2 separate regions of the Mus musculus genome follow, and region 2 is linked to region 1. A link is a contact called in public promoter capture Hi-C data. All regions are on one chromosome and are shown on one strand. The core of a region is the stretch at or near the end of the contact, and the rest is flanking DNA. Distances in the headings are between cores, read along the strand shown. Region 1 holds the start of Ndel1 (nudE neurodevelopment protein 1 like 1). Region 2 holds the start of Dhx33 (DEAH (Asp-Glu-Ala-His) box polypeptide 33).

Region 1 (6,017 bases), core at 97-2,596:
TGCCCTCTCAGCTTTCTGATTTGGCAGACATTACCCTACCTCTTAAGTGCAGTGAAAGCAACATAATTTTCAGACTAACAACCAGCCACTCATGAGCAAGCTTCAGGATAAGATTTTTCTAGTAACTGAGCTTTTGGGGGTTTTTTGTTTGTTGTTGTTGTTTGGTTTGGGGTTTTTTTGGTTTTTTTGGTCAATTTACTCGAAAATAAATAAGTCATCTAGTAACTTCTGGTATTATCTTTAACAAGTCCAATGTTCAGTCCTCTTTCCGGCTGAAGAAGTTAAAAAAAAAAAATCTCATGAAAACAGAAACCAGAACCCTGAGCTTAGAAAGGTAAATTGTAACCCAAGCTAAACTTCTCACCAGTTAGTGGAACCCAAATAAAAATCACTCAGTTGCCCCAACCTCCTGTACCTAGGTTCAATTTCCCCATCCAGCAAAAAGTGACTTACAGTATCCGTCGCAAGTACAAACAGCAAATGTTCTAAAATGTTTACAAACGCTACAGGAATGGGCCCGGGTAATGAAAAGGACCCTCACTCGCCTTAAACTTAAAAGTGTTAGTCACCTCATCGTTTCTCAGAGAAAAATAAGAAGCGAATCCAAGCAACCGGGGTCGGTTGGTTAGTGAGACTTTCCCCAACTCCAAAGAGGATGATTAGCAGTTCGGGGCAGGCAGTCACGAGACTGCCAGTCTCTGCCAACGCGGGCTGCTCCTGCTCTCGCCTCCCGCATCTGGGGCGCTGGGAAATCAAGATCCTGCCCGGCTCCTAACCACCCCGGCAGCTCCAGGGAATCAAGGATGGGTGGAGCGAGAAGCTGGGCGCGCCTCCGCCACCCCAACTGGGCCACTCCTCGAGCCGTCAGCGCCTCAGCCCCCGGTGCCACGTCCCGGCCTCCGTCCCTCCTCTGGAAGCCCGGGACTCGCTCTCCCGCAGGTGCCCCCGGTGGGCCACACCTCCGCCAGTAAGGAGGGGACAGTTAAAGCGGTTGGAACAGTTGTCTCGGTACGGGCCGCCCCAGAACCCAAGCCCGGCCTGGCCCAGCGGGCTGAGCCCCAGCCCGGCGGCGGTCAGGCAGGCTCCCCCGGGGCAGGCCTCGGCGCTGCCCGCCTGGCTCGAACCCCAGAGGCTGCGTCGCACGGGAGCTCACCGCCAATGTGTCAAAAGCGCATGTTCGCCGCCGCTCGGCCGACGTCTCTGCTCCGCTGGCCTGGCCAGGCCCGCCCAGCCGCTCAGCTCTGCTCCCTTCCGCAGCCCTGAGCTCCACTCCGCGTATCCCCGCACCGGGCTCCTCCCCGACACGTCAGGGGCTCCCTGGGTGTCGGAGGCCATTCTGTGACGCACGGGGGCGGAGTCAAGAGCATGCGCAGAAGCAGGCTGGCGTGCGGGGCGGAGCGGTGGGAGGCCAGAGTCACGTGGAGCCGACCTAGGCTTTGCGCGCTGACGTGAGATCTGCGACAGCGTCCTGCGCAGGCGCCGCCCCGGACCCCCGAAGGAGGTGGGTTTTTTAGCCCTGTGCTGTCTCCGGAAGCTGTGCTGCGCAGGAGAGTAGTTCCCTAGGCTAAAATGGGAAGCCAGTATAAAGCCAGTATAGAGTACTAGCTCACGAAGGAGACAGGAGAAATACACAACTGTCCTGGAACTAGAAACTTAAATTTAAAAAAGGCATTTGGGGAACAACTATAGGAACTTTAGCTGTCTCATGCTCAATGTAATTGTTATTTCAGTGCTGTTGGGATTGGTTTTGAAGTTTGAAGACAAAACAACATAGCATAAGACATATGCTGAGCCTAAGAAAGACAAGGTGAGCCCACGTATACGGTTGGGAAAGGTCAATATAAACAAAAAACGGTGCGAGATGGATTTTTAAGGAGAACCCAAACTGATGAGCAGAGGAAGATTACTGGGGTCTAGAGCGTCTTGAACTACACTATGAAGGATATAGGGTTTTTAAAAAGAGATTATGAGTTCACTGTGCGGTTTGTCGCGCCCGTAGTTGTACCAGTCACTGGGGTGCATTGCTTTGTCACAGTAACCCCACGTCACTCTCATTTACAAGTAAGAAATAGCAAGATGAAGTTCCCCAAGGTCACTCACCTACAGCGCAAATTCAAACTCAGAAGCTACACTGTTATCCACTACTACGCTGACAAGAAGGGAAACATAGGCTAGACCGTGGGGCTAAAGTGCCTTCCATACACTACTGTTAACCATCAACAACATTTGAAGCTGGAATCATTAGATCTATATTGTAACATAAGACTCAAAAAAAAAAAAAAAAAAGGTCTGCTTTACAGGCCAGTGGCCTGGAACAGCTTTGAAACTCAGTCTGGCTTCCCTACCTGAAACTCTGCTCAATCTAATCAGACTTAAGGCAGAGAAGTGATTAATGAAGGCTTTCCTATAGACCCGGTGCCAAGACAGGAACCGTCCCACCCAAACAGGAAAAGATAAAAAGGCCACAGCTTCTGTCCTGCCTCCTGGCTGAGGTGCTAAGAAACACACTGAGTCACCTAATGGCTGGCCAGGCCCTTCAGAAAACAGTGACATCATCTCCCAGGCTGCTGCCCCTCCCATTTGCTCTGCCCCTAGGACTGGCATCATCCCCTTCTTAATGAATGGGCTTAGCTTGGCAGAGCCCTCAGAAGCCAAAGGCCCTGCTCTGATCTTCGTTGGCCCAGAGGCTGGAATAGTACCCTAGAGTCAGCAAACTGCCCGACCTCCTTCCATTACACCAAATCCATGGGAAATAAATCAGTAAAGAAGATGACAGTCTCAAAAGGAAGCACAAGTTATAAAACTAGCATTGTAAGAGAAGAAAAGGTGAGAGCTGCTGTACCCTTCAAACTTTGTAAAGCATTCCAGGGCACTTCCCATAGGTTCCAGTACAAGGTCCTTTTTGGACTGACCCAGAAAGTTCAATGTAACAATCTCTGAGAACACGTGTAAATATCCCAACATCTTCTCTGCTACAAAATGCAAGAAACAGATCAAGTTCCACCCTTCCGATGGGTAAAGGGTGATCAGCTACTAAAAGAGAGATCTGGGTCCAAACTCCAGCTAGTGAGAATGCTGGACTTTGGCCCATCCCATACTCAAAAAAGGCAATTATTTTAGCTAAGGTTCTACTGCTGCAATGAAACACCATGACCGAAAAGCAAGTTGTTGAGGAAAGGGTTTATTCAGCTTCCACTTCCATATCACTGTTCAACACCAAAGGAAGTCAGGATAGGAACTCAAAACAGGGCAGGAACCTGGATGCTGCAGGTGATGCAGAGGCCATGGGGATTGGGGAGGGAGAGTACTGCTTACTGGCTTGCTTCCCATGGCTTGCTCAGCCTGCTCTCTTATAGAATCCAGGACCACCAGCCCAGGGATGAAAACAACCACAATCCTCCCCCATTGATCACTAATTAAAACATTCTTTACAGCTGGATCTCAGTTGAGGTTCCCTCCTTTCAGATAACTCTAGTTTGTGTGTCAAGGTGACATAAGACTAGCCAGCACAGTTACGCAGTGCATATAAACCTGCTGCGGAAACTCTGAGGAGATGGAACATATTTAACTTAGGGATCAGGTAAATAAGACACCACAAAAATCAAAGGCTCACTGGGTGTGCTGGTGCACGCCCGTAATCCTGGAAAGTTCCAGGACAGCCTACAGTTCTACATAAGAACACCTGGACTTAAACAACAAAGCCTGTGTGTGCGCGCGCACACACGGGGGGGGGGGGGGGGGAATACTTCCATCTAATTTTCTATACTCCTTTAATCGATATGGTTTTTTTTTTGCTAATCCTTAAAGGTGGAGATCAGATCGAGGGATCTCAGTAATCTAACAACCTGCCTCATGCCCACTTTCCTAAACCCCAATAGATCTTCCTTCTGCTTCAACTGAATTCTCTAGAATTATTTACATGCTCTCAGTTGTGCTATGTTCTAGTCATGAAAACACAAACTTTTCATCGAATCTCCTGTAATGGTCCCCTGCCTGGCTTTCAGTTCACCAGTGTGGTCACCACACAGTCTCAACTTTCCCCTTACAAACTCAAGTTCATTCATTTTTCCACTTTATTCTGCCTGCATCTCCCTCCTGCTTACCTGTTTATCTATTGTCTCCTATTCATCTCCACCCCAATCTCCCTCCCTTGAACGACTTCTTGTTCCACCCTAGCGGTCTCTACATTGCTTTGAGAATAATATCACTAAAATTCCACTGTATACAGAGCGTCCCTGCTTCCAAACTTGATTTGTCTCCTTGCTACTGTTGCCATGAAGGATCAGAGCCCACACAGCCGCTCCAACCCACCCTGGCAGTCTGCATCCAGAAGTTCCCCTGAGTCTAACCAGATGCACCACTGTGTCCCGTTGTGGTTGTCTGAATGAGAATGGCCCCATGAGTGCTTATCTTTGAATGTTTGTTTCCCAGTTGGTGGACTGTTTAGGGAGGATTACGAGGCATGGGCTTCTTGAAGGAGATGTGTCACCAGGGGTAGTAGGCTTTAGAGTTTCAAAAGCACATGCCAGACCCAATCTTAATCTTTCTCTCTGCCTCCTGCCTTGATTCTGAGGATCAGATGTAAGCTCTCAGCTGCCCTCTGGCCATGTCTGCCTGCAGTCATGCTTCCCACCATAATCATAGACTAGCCCTCTGAAATTATAAGCAAGCCCCACAATTAAATGTTTCCGTCTGCAAGTTTTCTTGGTCATTGTGTCTCTTCACATCAGTAGGACAGTAACTAAGACCCCCTGTCCCAGGACAGTTCCCTTCCTTTTGAGGACTATCTTATCAACTCTCACTGCCCTATGCACTGTGACTACCTCTGAGGCTAGGTCTGCCTTCTTTAGTCTTATTCACAAAGTAGCTCCTCCAGGAAGCCTTCCTGGATATTCAGAACACAAATAGAGGGCTGCGTAGTTAAAAGCAAACTTACAAACACTGCCTCTGGGGTCCAACAAGATGGCTGAGCCAGTAAAGTTGCTAGCCTACAATGTATGACCAGCTGACTTTGATCCATGGGTCCTACTTGATGGGAGAAAAGAACTAACTCCTTAAGCTGTCCTCTGACCTCAACATATGTACCATGACAACACACACAAAATAAACCAATAACTAAATAAATTAATAGACAAACAATCAATGTGGGCTATAGGGGTAGCTCACCAGTGAAGCACTCGCTTGCTGCCCTTCCAGGGGACCTGAGTTCTGTTCTCAGCATCCAAATCAGGTGGCTCACAACTACCCGTAACTCCAGCTTTATGGGATCTGACTCCCTCTTCTGATCTCCTCAAGTATGCACATGCGCGCACACACACAAATTATTTTAAATAAATATTGCCAGGCATGGTGGTGCATGCCTTCAGTCCCAACACTCAGAAGGCAGAAGCCAGCCTCATCTATATTGTAAGTTTCAGGCCAGTCAAGGCTATATCATAAGACCCTGTCTCAAAATGAATAAAAAAGAATAGTAATTAATAGAAAAAAATTAAAATACTGCCTTTTAGCCATGGAGGTATCCAACCCTCCTCCACCACCCAAACTTAAGTTCAGCCAGGACAAGGACCCTTTAGCTGTAATAGCCCACAGCACCAGGCACTTAGCACACACTCATTTAATATGCCTCAGTGAAAATGAAAGAGGGAATTGATGGTTAGGTAGTGATAAATCCCAGTGCACAACTACCGACACTGTCTGGAAAATGTTGCAAATCCTGAGAACTTAACACAGACGGAGACTTTCACTGGTACAAAGGTTGCATGTAACTGATGCCAGGTTACAGAGGCTCTGAGGTTTGGGTCATACCCTAGGCCTTCACTTTCATTCAAATTTTAAACCAAATCTTTTAGTACCTATACTCTTGTCATTCAAGACAACAGTAATATAGGCCTGAAATTGCTGATGGCTTTATCTCAGCATTCAGGAAACAGTGCGGCAAATGGATCTCTGTGAGTTTAAAGCCAGCCTTGTCTACATAGCAAGTTCCTGGTCAACCAGGACTACATAGAGATTATGTT
Region 2 (6,212 bases), core at 1,088-3,587, 2.2 Mb after region 1:
ATAGCAAAAACAAAATGAAAAACAAAACAAAAACCCCAATCAAAACTGGAAACATGTATAATGGTAGGTAACTGGTGTAGTTACAACAGATGAGATACGACAGTCATATAGCTTGATAAAAACTGATACGACGAGATGTCCATTCATAGACTGCTCGCCCTTTGCTCTGGCTGCTGCTTGCTGCTCTCGTCAAACCTTCTGCCTCTGTATACCCTACTGTGGGTACAATACCTACCTGCCTCACTAACTGGCAAGTTCAAGGATGAGTCAGCCTGCAAGCTCTCACCCTCTGGGCTGTACCAGGGGGCCTCATCTCTAGGATCCTTAGTGCCTGCTTCATCTCTCTCCTAGCACTGATTATTCCAAACAGTACAGAAGTATTTTTTCTTTGTTTGTTTTTCAAGACAGGGTTTCTCTGTATAGTCCTTGCTGTCCTGGAACTCACTCTGTAGACCAGGCTGGCCTCGAACTCAGAAATCCCCCTGCCTCTGCCTCCCAAGTGCTGGGATTAAAGGCGTACACCACCACGCCTGGTTCAAACAGTACAGAAGTACTTAAATGTTTCTGCCCTAATTCCAGAGGGCAGACGCTCTCTTCATAGGCTTAAACACTGCACAGAGCAAGCACTCAATGAAGGCTGTTTCCTGTGTATGTCTGTTGGTACCTCTAAAAGCACCTGATTAGAACAACTCAGGAAACTTGCACACCCTTCTTTGCCATGGCTTATCCTCTTTAACAGGTCCATGAGTCTTACATTTTCTTCCAGCTCCCGGCCTGCTTCTGACCACTCACCTTTCCAGACTTAGCCAAGGCTCTCAGACCAAGAATCTGATTATCCTGCATTTTCCTACTGAACCCTCCACACAACCTCAGACATAGATCAATGCCTCTTGTGCATCTTTCCCACTCCTATTCCAGGGCAACTGACTATTGCTAAAATAGAATATGCCAGCCATACAAACAGAGGGACAAAATTCACCTGGGCATCAGCTTTACAGTCCATCTTGTTCCTGTTTTTGCAGCCTGTCTTCCGTCTCCATCTCCCCAAAAGCCTACTTGAGGCTCTGGAACTTTTGTTTTCCTCAGAACTCTTGGATCTTCTCAAATGTGACTTCAAAAGAGACAGCCTTTCTCCTGTGCCAGGTGGGCTCTCCATAACTCCTGATGCCCGGCACTGCGCCCCCATCTCTGAAATTTCCTAAACTTTGATCCATTAGTTCTATCTATCTTCAGTGTCCTCTCTGCTCAGTTCGCCAAAATCTGTGACTATTTACAAGTGCCTCAGCTTCCCTTGGTTGGCCAAAGCAGAAACCTGTTTCCACTGCCTTCATTCTTTCACCTCCTAATTACTCCTCAGTCCAACGCCAGATCTGTTCTTAAAGTTATTTTGAAAAAATTCTTAGTGGGAGTTGCAATCAATACTACATATCCAACGTGCACTCCCACGCCCCACCATGTCTACATATTGTTATGGAACTTCCCTCCTTAGCACTCTATTCCACTGACTGCCAGTACTCCAGTCTCTTTCTCGCTTATGACATTCCTTCGGGAACTCCTCTATCGTCAATACTGTAGCAAAGCCACTAGAAGTCAGTCCCTGCCTTCGAACACTGCCAAGTTCTTCTCGTACACAAGAAATTGGTTCTCGCCAACTGAATTCTTTCTGGCGCCAGTCTCTCCGTCCTCGCTTAGAATGCCGGTCCCCAGGGACCCGCTCCGCAGCTGCCTCCTCAAAAGCCTTGGTGAGGCCCATCCTGCAAAGCTCTCTGAGAGCCTCCGATATGCTCCCCACGCCTCGTCACGGAAGGCGAATATCCTCAAACTCACAGAGCGCGGTCAGCGCCGGCAGGGTAACTCTGTCCGCCTCTTTCCAGAGGTCCCTGTCCACACCGGGCACTGAAACCCTTTCAAGTTTGTGGAAGAAACCAACGCAAAGAAAGTGAGAAGCCCCTAAGAAACCCCGCCCTCGTGCACAGAGCCAGGGATCTAGAGCAAGGAAGATCCACCAAAGCCGCCACTCACCGATGAGGACCGCGTTGTCCAGGTTTCGGAGCTGAGCCAATAGCTGCCCCCGCGCCCGGAAGATGGGCAGACTCCGGCGCTGCAGCTCCAGGGCCTCGCGGTAGGGACTGGCCGAAGGCTGGGCCAGCGGCGGCGTCTGCCTCCGGCCTCCTCCAGCTCCGCCGCCGCCGCCAGCCGTCAACAGCATCACTACTCGTCTCCCGGGAGGGCAGGAGCCCGGCCGGAATCTCTTAGCGGGCGGGAGGCTCGCCTCCTCCGGCATGTCGGGAGGACCGCGGCCGGAGGCAGGGACGCAGACAGTTCCGCTCGGCTGGGGACAGCAAGCGCGCACCGCCCCTTTCTCGCCACGTGCAGGCGTGCTGGGCGACCACCGATGACCTCACAGCCGCCTCCTGCCTTGAGGAAAGGAACTGCAATTCCCAGCATGCGCTGTGCATTTACATCCTGTGAGAGCAAGGTCGGAGGTGCGACCGAAAAAACGGCCCGAGTAACAACAGGGGACGATAGCTGTGTGGTTCCCTAGGGTCTTGTTGCGTAATGACGTTGTCCTAAACTCTCATTTCTATCCAATAAAAATGACTGTCCCATCTCGGGCTCCAACAATAGTCACGTTTTAAGGCAATTACTTATTTCTGTAAATCTAACGAGGAACACAAACATTTACTCTTCTAAACAATGTACGTTTTAAGGTACCCACTGGTAGCTCCGATTTATAAATGTAGAAAGTGAAATTTTCTGAGACTAAAGTCATTTCGGATGCTGCAAAGAATTTTGAAAATGCTACTAGTGAGTATCTTCAGTTACGGAAAGGTGAATTCTATGATTCTGATATCATGTAATTTCCCCACAAAGTGATAGGCTCAAAAAATACAAGCAGAAATAAAAAAGAAAATGAGTGGAACTAAAATTGCCTTAACTCACCTCCCAGTCATTCCTACTAGATTTTCAATCTTTACACAGCTTTTCAGCCCTATTGTATACACCTTAATCAGTGCGAGTATTCACTACTCCTGCAGAAAACTTGTACATAACCAGTTCTTCCTTCCTGTTCAATTACAAGCTCTTAGATGCTTTGCTAATTCAACACAGAAAGACAGGCACAGAGTGAATGGGTGGTTACCTTTGCTTTTTCATCTTTGGAGGGTGTGGGCGTTTTGTTTGGGAGTATGTTCCTGCACTACTTGCTTGCAATGCTCACATGGAGGTCAGAAGAGGGTGTTGGATTCCCTGGAATTGGAGTTACAGCCAGTTGAGCCTCCATGTGTTTGGAACCCGTAGGGTTCTCAGTGCCCTCGCTGTCCCCGATTGTGTTTCTTTTTTTTTTTTTTTTAAAGATTTATTTATTTATTTATTATATGTAAGTACACTGTAGCTGTCCTCAGACACTCCAGAAGAGGGAGTCAGATCTTATTGGTTGGATGGTTGTGAGCCACCATGTGGTTGCTGGGATTTGAACTTCCAACCTTTGGAAGAGCAGTCGGGTGCTCTTACCCACTGAGCCATCTCACCAGCCCCCGGATTGTGTTTCTTATACAGAATGTGGCGTTCTATAATTCTCAACTCATGTGAAGGCTATCCATCAAATTTGGTATGCAGACCTGTTTTTTTTTTGTTTGTTTTGTAAAAAAAAAAAAAAAAAAAAACCCAGATGTGAATCTGTCTGTTGTGGAATCCGGTATGGCCTGTGGCTTTGGTCCTGTTGAGATGCTTTAAAGCCTTTTAAAGAATATCTGGGTCCCCCGTGAAACTTTACTACACGCAGGTTTACCAGGAAATTTGGGTAGGAATGGGATTAATGACTCTCATCTTTTACTAAGTCAGCCCATTCAAGATGAATCATGTCAGCTAAACTTACACTGTTAGATGAGAACACGGAACATCTCTGTATAGTTATCTAAATAACATTTACAATATGACCTTAATAAATGTATCTAAGAAGCAAAAAAACAAGCAAACAAACACCCCCAAATCCCAGTTATAGTTTTTATTTAGCTTCTGACAGTACACTAGGGGTTACTAAAAAATGTGTGTGTTTAGGATGTACACGAAGAATGTACTGACTTGGGAATGGAGACAGGGCTTGGGGTTAAGAATGCTCACTGTTGAGAGAACTCAAATTTGTTCCCTCACACCCATGCCAGGCAGCTCACCATCTCCTGAAACCCCTGCCCTAGAAGATCCCGTACCTCTAACCTCAAGGTAACCCAAACTTATGTGCACATACCTATATAAAGACACATATAAGTACATGTAATTTTAAATAGTAAAAACAAATCTTACAAAGAATAAGTTGACATGTTTTCCACGCGCCTCCCCCCACCCCCATGTTGATTTAGGAAGGCAAGCAAACCCTTAAAAGAAAAATAACTTATGTCAAGTTATGGGCCTTGAGTAAACAAAATAATAGGTAGCTGCACATTCGAAGCAACCCAACGTGGGAGTATTATAAATTACAGGAGTCCAAATAGGCCATCTGAGTGAGTGAAATCACCTCTTGGTAAGTAAAACACCTCTTTAAAAAAACATACATTGTGTGTGTGTGAGTGAAAGAGAGAAGCGGGGGGAAGGTCAGAGAACAAATCATGGCAGTTGCTTCTCTCCTGCTATGTGGTGGCCTAGGGATTGAAATCTGGTCTTTAGGCTTGGTGGTGTTATTACCTCTGGAGGCATCGGACACCCCCCCCCGCCCCCCCGCAAAGTCCACTTATCTAGAAGCACTCACTAATCATATGCAACAGTTATCATGCAAGCATTTTTTTTTTAAGAACAAGAAAAGAAAAACAAAAATTTTGGTGTTTTTAAAGTATTGGCTCAGAGTTTGTTTGTTTTTTTTTTTTAAGGTGGAGATAAAACCTAACACTTTTGTAAGGAACTCATTCCTGGTAACCCATTTACTCAGCAGTAAAATGATCAGAGTTGGAAACTTAAATCTTTCCCTGCATGTTGCTCACTTGCCCTTCAGTGGCGGTCTGAAATCTGTTGCCCCTCCAAAAAACTCTCTTGTGGCTCAGTGGCTTTCATATTGAGAAGCTCACATACTAAGCATTCAAAAGAATATTCTGATTATTCCTCCAAAAGATGATCTGTCAGACACATTTCACTCTTATCTGAGGTGGCCAAGTCTGTCGAAGTAACTCCCTGGTCCGACCATGACCCTACCAGCTCACGGTCTCCTCCGATTGCAAGGCCACCAAATCATTGCTCCTCAATCAAGGTCAGTTTTGTTCCATCCTGTTTCCAGAAAGAATATTAAACCTTAGCAATCAGGTCCAAGTTTGGATACATACACATCGATTCTTTCATAATTAAAAATACAAGATAATAGTTTGCTGATCAATAAACAAAGTATTTATTCAGCACCCATGTGCCAAGCACAGTGCTAGGCACTGTGGTGGATACAAAAATTAAGACATAGTCCCTGCCCTTAAGGAGCTTACATTCTCATGAGGGGAACAAAACTAACATACATGTAGCAGCTAAGAACAGTACAAGACAATATATGATTTGGTATAGGAATTTTAGCACAGATTTGAAGCTTCATAAGGATTTAAAGAAGACAGTGAAATAGGCCTTAGTTTTAAGAGTTTAGTGTCAAGGTCTTGAAGAAACTTAAATCGACGTTCCTGCAAGGGAGAAGTAGGAGCAAGGTTCAGAGAAAAGACACAAAATATGCATTTGATAAGGGCTAAGACGTGATTGCAGACTTCGGAACAGAGCGGCTGAACGAGACAAGCAAGGTTCAAGAACTTGAATCAAACTCAAAACAGTAAGTAGTTTAGTCATCCCGAGAGGATGGAAGGGCAGGATCTTAGCTAACACAGATAGAACTCACCCGAGAAAGGAAATTATAGCCACAAAATAAACAGTGGCCGAAGGCATGACAATTCTAGGAAGCATGTTATGCCAACATGCCAATAGCTCCAATGTTTCCTAATTCCTCCCAGAGGACTCTAGAGACAGTGTTATGGTTCCATTTCAAGATCCAGGATGTGGACGCTTTGCCTCACGCAAGTACAAAAGAAATATAAAAGACAGGAGGACACAGAGGGACAGAAAAAGAAGTGGAAGAAACAAGTAAAAATTCATAGTGAAAAAAACACACCAAAGTATATAAAATCTATCTCCTATGGAGATGCAATTGGCATGTCCATTCATTTTTAAATGAACATATACTGTATTCCTGTAACAAC

What was found. Promoter capture Hi-C pulls out the DNA fragments that hold promoters and counts their contacts.
Region 2: a promoter capture Hi-C map of liver shows a contact between it and region 1, with 6 times the contacts expected there. The contact joins the promoter of Dhx33 here to the promoter of Ndel1 in region 1. A contact is called at or near these places in 3 of 39 promoter capture datasets (liver and pre-B cells), 7 of 484 Hi-C or Micro-C datasets (B cells, CD4 T cells, CD8 T cells and 2 more), 3 of 115 datasets of contacts at active chromatin or transcription factors (double positive thymocytes, memory CD8 T cells and thymic regulatory T cells) and 2 of 9 other capture datasets (adipose tissue and liver).

The regions. Positions count from the first base shown.
Region 1 is chr11:68,851,789-68,857,805 of GRCm38.p6, forward strand. Ndel1 (nudE neurodevelopment protein 1 like 1) reads right to left here and starts at 1,347. Exons shown (of 9, transcript NM_023668.3): 1 at 1,154-1,347.
Region 2 is chr11:71,002,095-71,008,306 of GRCm38.p6, forward strand. Dhx33 (DEAH (Asp-Glu-Ala-His) box polypeptide 33) reads right to left here and starts at 2,338. Exons shown (of 12, transcript NM_178367.4): 1 at 2,023-2,338. The coding sequence starts at 2,284. Derl2 (Der1-like domain family, member 2) reads right to left here. Exons shown (of 7, transcript NM_033562.4): 7 at 5,346-6,212.